2 separate regions of the Siniperca chuatsi genome follow, and region 2 is linked to region 1. A link is a contact called in public Hi-C data. All regions are on one chromosome and are shown on one strand. Each heading gives the region's core, a stretch centred on a gene start, on an enhancer-like site or on the middle of the called end of the contact. The rest is flanking DNA. Distances are from core to core; before and after follow the strand shown. Region 1 holds the start of nhsl1b (NHS-like protein 1). Region 2 overlaps nhsl1b (NHS-like protein 1).

Region 1 (2,771 bases), core at 141-2,640:
TTTTTTCGTTAGTTAAGTAATAAGGAAACATTGTCAGTGGAAATGCTTGCCTGGATTTAATGTCACATAGAGGTACCCTTGAAGTTGCTGTGTTCACTTAAAGACACCAGGGGGCACATTAAATACTACAGAGACACACTTTTCTAAATGGATATTATTAGCCAGATTTTCAAAAACATTCACCGAATTAAACCTGAGCTGGGCAAAAGGTATGCTGTCAATGATGAGTTTGCTCTTCGGAATTTAAAGAGCAGCGGTGGACTGGACAAACACGCCTTGCACACACAGAGAGGAGATAAATCAGAGACAAGTGTTCAGAGACTGTTGTCCAGGGGTTATTTTAAAAGGTATGAGCAAACAACTAACATAGCCTGTGTTTAAAACGAACGTGCTATAGGCTTCTTAAATTTTTTTTTTTATAAAGTTAACCTTAGCTTAACTTGTCAATAGCCATTTTGGTGGCTCCTGGTACTAAAATATCTGAAAACATGCAGTTCACCAGATAAGATTTATGCCCACACCCTGAGGATTTTTTTTTTGGCTGTTAGCTGTAAATATACGTTAACTTAACGCTTAACCTAACCAGCTATAGCTAAACAACCCAACTAGCTAGTTAAATAACTCCAACTAACGTCACACCATAACTTGGCTAACGCTAGGTTAGCTAACTTTTGGGAAACTATAGTGTCACATAATTACACAAACATTAAATTTTAATGTCCTTATTTCTCCATTTAATTAAGTTTGATTATTTATTAAAAAATCCAAGACAAAGCTATATTAAAAAAAGAGTACTAACTAAATGTTCGTATCGTGTTTTGGGGGTTCAGTCAGTGGTTGATGGAACTGTTTTAATGCCTCAACTTATTAGGCTGTTTAGCTAATGTGGAAATACCTATTCAATTCACCCATCCAAGTGCATTAACTTGCTCGTACCTATTACCTTAAATTGTACTAAATTCAGTTTTAAAGATATAATTGGACTACCTTGCCAAATGAAGGAAAGTAAAGGTTCAGTATTGGCCTAGCATCATCTTTCATTACCCTTAATTGCAGGGATTGCTATAAAATAAGGAGTAAAAGTTAATGTGAATGGTTACTCTAAGACACAGTGGTTCATAGCGCATGAATAAAATAGTGATTTGAGCCTCACACTGTGATTTCTTCTAACTCAGTTTGTTGGTAGCCTGAGTCTCTCCGGTTCCGTTTGGAAGATACCGGTCCAGGTTTTCCATCAGACCGCACCACTGTCTTCGAATGGAGGCAGGTAGACTCTCCTCTGTGTGTGTGGCTCCGGTTCCAGTTTCTACAGGTGGTTGTAGTATTTTCCGGGTTTTTATTTGTACTTTTTCCTACTTTTCCTTGTGTTTTTTCCTTTTCTCTCTACAGCCTGCACTCTGTCTGGTTGAATTTGAATAGTGTTTGGGAGGCAACGTCCCCAGTGTACAGCAGCACGAAGTCCCATGCTTTGAAAAACAAAAATATGGCGGGATTGAAGGATTATACTGCCTCGCAAATAATAGCAGCCACAGGAAGGCAGCACGTCTTGGATTTTTTGTAAAGCTGCAAGTTTTTTGCGTGAACAGTTTTCGGTCCCGCTGGAGTTATTGGTATGAAATAAATATGCCTTTTCATCAGAGGAGCATTGAGCCGCGGCGTGTTAGTAGGTTATCGGCGAGGGATGGCTGGATACAGGGGGAAGAAACCGGGAGACGCAAACTGCGAAGACCCGTTTTGTTCTCGTCATTGGATGAGGTCGGCTGCCATACATTGATCAACATAATTCACCAACTTTCCGACCTTTCTCGACATGCCAGCGACATCTTCCTGGGCATCGAGATAGAGGCAGGGATGGTATTTAGGAGATCCTGCTGGATTCAGGGGCGACTGCAAAATCTGCAGGGTGAAATCTGCAAGTTTGATCCCAAGAAAATCAAAATCCGTAAGTTTGCAGCGCTGGTGACTTGCTGGTAGTCTGCAGTGTGAGAGCTAGGGTCTAGCTCAAAATTTCTGCCCCATAGCAATAACGTTGCTTTAATAATATTGTAGTAAAACCAGAGGAGTCACTATAAACTTTTAATTGAGACCTACAAACATGTAATAATCATTATGAATGTACATACATGGCACTAGTGTACCATGATTTCTCACCACAGACAGATATTAATTCATTTCAGACAGAAATATGGTAAAATATATAAGTAAGTTTTCATTTGAGAAGTCTGACTTTGAATTAATCTGTATCTGGAGATGTGTCTTTCTTATGGACTGGTGCTGCTCTGTCATAATAACATTGGTGTGGAGAGATGCTAGTCATGTTCAAGGTGACATTTTGTCCATTGAAATAACCAGGGAGGAGTGACTGGTGTCTCCTGACACATGGCTTTGTTTGTCTTGATTCGGACTTGTGAATGTTGATAGGGGTGTTGAGTCCTGTCAGAAATGATGGATTTCCTCTCAACGCACTCACCATCTGTGGTTAGGTCTTCAAAGGACACAGAGATCACAGGAGGCCTCACAGTCCTTTCCCCCATTTCTTCTTGCTCTTTTATGCATGTAAACAAAGCTGGTCAACTCAAAGATAAATGGAAAATCAATTTCCTTTGCTGCAGCCAGCGCTGACTTTTGTTGTTTTGTGATGTGTTTTGCTGCCCCTGTAAAACTACCTCCTGTAGTCTCACACACAGCAGTTATATATTAACTCAGACTTTGGCTCATACTATGGCGACTGTATCAGTCACATAAAGATTGAGAGATAGACCTGTCATTTC
Region 2 (2,771 bases), core at 140-2,639, 41 kb after region 1:
TGGGAGTCTGAAGAGGTTGCAAGCATTATTTTGCCACACTGGTGCTCTTTATTAATCCTATTAATGTATATAATTGCTGGAGGACTGACAGTGAAGGACAAATAATATGAGGTTTCAGAGTTTCCTTGAAAGCAGTTTTGAATGTAAAGATGTAAAAAAAAAAAATACAGTTAAAGACAACATGGCTCTAGTTTTTCATGTTTATATGTGTCACATTTATCTCTCATAAACATAACGTGCATTTTAAGGACACAAAAGGCGGTGATGAAATAGATGATTAGCAGGGAGGGATGAGAATACATTAAATATATGTCTGTATAAGGGATAACAAAGAGAAATAAGATAAATGAGGCAGTCAGACATGCTGCCAGTGGAGGTGAGGCTAAGCTCTTAGGTTCAAAGAGAGGTCAGGGTTCAGAGTTTGTGGCATTACAGGTCAAACAGTAATCAGGAGGTGACAGCAGATAATACTGTCTTTAGTGTTGTGTGAAGATAAGAATAGGATACATTACACACATGCAGGAAGGCAGTTTAAGGATCTGAAACTACATCTAATCAATGTCTACGTAAGTCTTTTCATTAGGGCAAAACAATGAAAGTCAAAATAATTTTTGTCTTTGTTAACCTCACTGCCCTCAGTCCTTGATCTTCTTTCCATTTCCTGCAGCAGGCCTTGCCTCCACATACAGTATACACCACTACCCTTTATTTACATATTGTTTGATAAAGTTGCACCAGACTCTCAGGGTTTCCACTCACATCTGAGACATCTGTATGGAAAATAAATGTCATTTAGTCCTAGGTACACACATTATGGTGTCTTGTTGACATTATGCATGTTGTGATAACAGTAAACAATAAGTTAAACTCTCTGTTCACACATATTTCATGCTACTATGAAAATCTTTAAATCTTCCCAAGAAAATGCTTTTAAAATATCCATTGATAAGTTTGGTAAACAAGCACTAATATGTAGCCCAACTTCCCAGCAAGTGTATTTGGCAACTGTTGTTTGGCAGCTCATGTTAATGAGCAGGTCTGCATAGTCAAAATTATCGTACTGATGAAAATGCCCTTTATTCCCTTGTTTTAATGTATTAATAGAGAATATAGGCCATCAGAAAAACACAAAGATTAAATTCTGAAGTTGCACAGTGTCTGTGAATCTGGTGAATCTGACCAACCTAAACCATGAACAGAACACAACTGACAAACACTCTGAGTACCGTACATGTACACACAAACACCAACTCCCATATAACTGTCACAGTAAATGTGGGGTGCCGTCTGGTAATAAAAGCCTTCCTCTGTGGTGTAGCTGAACCCCTGTGTTTAACTGGCTCTGTGAATGTGTTACCGCTGAGAGACACACACTGTGAAACTGTACTTACTGGTATTTGGAATTTGGCAGACACACTCATCCAAGGCTTTGGTCTTTTTTTAGGGGGGAAAAAGACAATTGTGGAGTTGTGGATGCACTAAAAGCTACTTGTGTGTGTGTGTGTGTGTGTGTGTGTGTGGCTGTGTGTGTTCCCATGTGTTACAACCAGGTAGGCTTTATCTGCTATATTTACCCTTTGTGTGACAGTGTCTGGTTAGTGCGTATCGTTGTCAGGCATTGCTGGCTTCTGATGTCTGATTGGGTTACTTGGCAACCAGGTCGCTCTTATGTCACCATGTCCTGTCTGCATCACGCAAACCGGTGACAGCATGTCAAGTGTGTATATGTATGTGTGTATGCACCAAGGTGAAATGTATACTTTTCACCTTTGTGATGTTTATTTAGCAGGATATATCATTTGGTTGGCTTAGCAAGTTCTCTTTCATTTTGAGTAAAATTACAGGATTTCGTAGTCAGATGTTTTATCTTCATAATCAGTGGTTTCAAAGGACTGTCTCATTCGCTGCATCCACGTGGTCATTTGTAGTTGTAGTTTTTGTTTTACTCACTTTCTGAGAAGTGTCACACCATCATAAGTATCTGCTATTTAACTTTGTATTGTGTGTCTTTTTAATGCAGGGGTGTGTGAATCCAGTTTATCTTCGAAAACCCTTTAAAATTATTATGATTTCATGTAATTTAGCTTTAATTATGCCAGTATCTTAAGTGTAGTCCATCGCTGTCTGGTCTTATGTTTACTCTGCCTCCTGTCTCCTTTCTTATCATGTGTCAGAGGAATGTCCCAAACTGACTTTGTGACCTGTACAGCCCATTTAAACAGCAGCTTTAGGGTCTGTATCATTTCACTGCTAATTACTGCCACATGCCTCTAATGATATAATCACATGTTGATGTTTTGCTGTCACATACTCACTTCCTTGATACTAAGTGTTGCCTGGTGCTGAAATGATGCTGTTGCAGATTAAGTTATTGCTTAAATTACTGTAAACTCAAGTTGTCTCCACCAGTATAGGAATTTTGTATTTAATACCAACACCAGGGAAGAAAATGACCACTATATGATACAGTACATATTCTGATATACTGTAGTTTAACATTAAAAGTTTGTATACACCTGCACAATCATCCAGAGACACAGACATATTCTGGGAATTTTGCAGTGGCGTTTTATTTCTATTTTTTGGTAAACATTGGTGTAATACAGGCCCATAATTTGACTCATTATCAATTGAGAAACACACAAAATGCAGATTTTCCATCTACAACTTAATTTATAATTTAATTAAATCTCTAATTTATAAGATAAAAAATTACTTTAAAGACCAAATAATTGATCAGGGTCTTTTTAGGTACATAATTAGGCAACAGA

The links. A called contact is a pair of places that touch in the nucleus more often than the background predicts.
Region 2: a contact with region 1 is called in a Hi-C map of an unstated tissue, with 2.3 times the contacts expected there. The contact joins the enhancer-like site here to the promoter of nhsl1b in region 1. A contact is called at or near these places in 2 of 3 Hi-C or Micro-C datasets (skeletal muscle and an unstated tissue).

The regions. Positions count from the first base shown.
Region 1 is chrLG16:15,519,496-15,522,266 of ASM2008510v1, forward strand. It overlaps nhsl1b (NHS-like protein 1), which reads left to right and starts at 1,391. Exons shown (of 7, transcript XM_044168600.1): 1 at 1,391-1,942. The coding sequence starts at 1,624.
Region 2 is chrLG16:15,560,367-15,563,137 of ASM2008510v1, forward strand. All of the region lies in intron 1 of nhsl1b (NHS-like protein 1), which reads left to right. Among protein-coding and RNA genes, the nearest start is that of nhsl1b, 41 kb to the left of the region's middle. Within about 2 kb of position 1,390, the one cell type or tissue checked has an H3K27ac peak away from gene starts, as active enhancers do.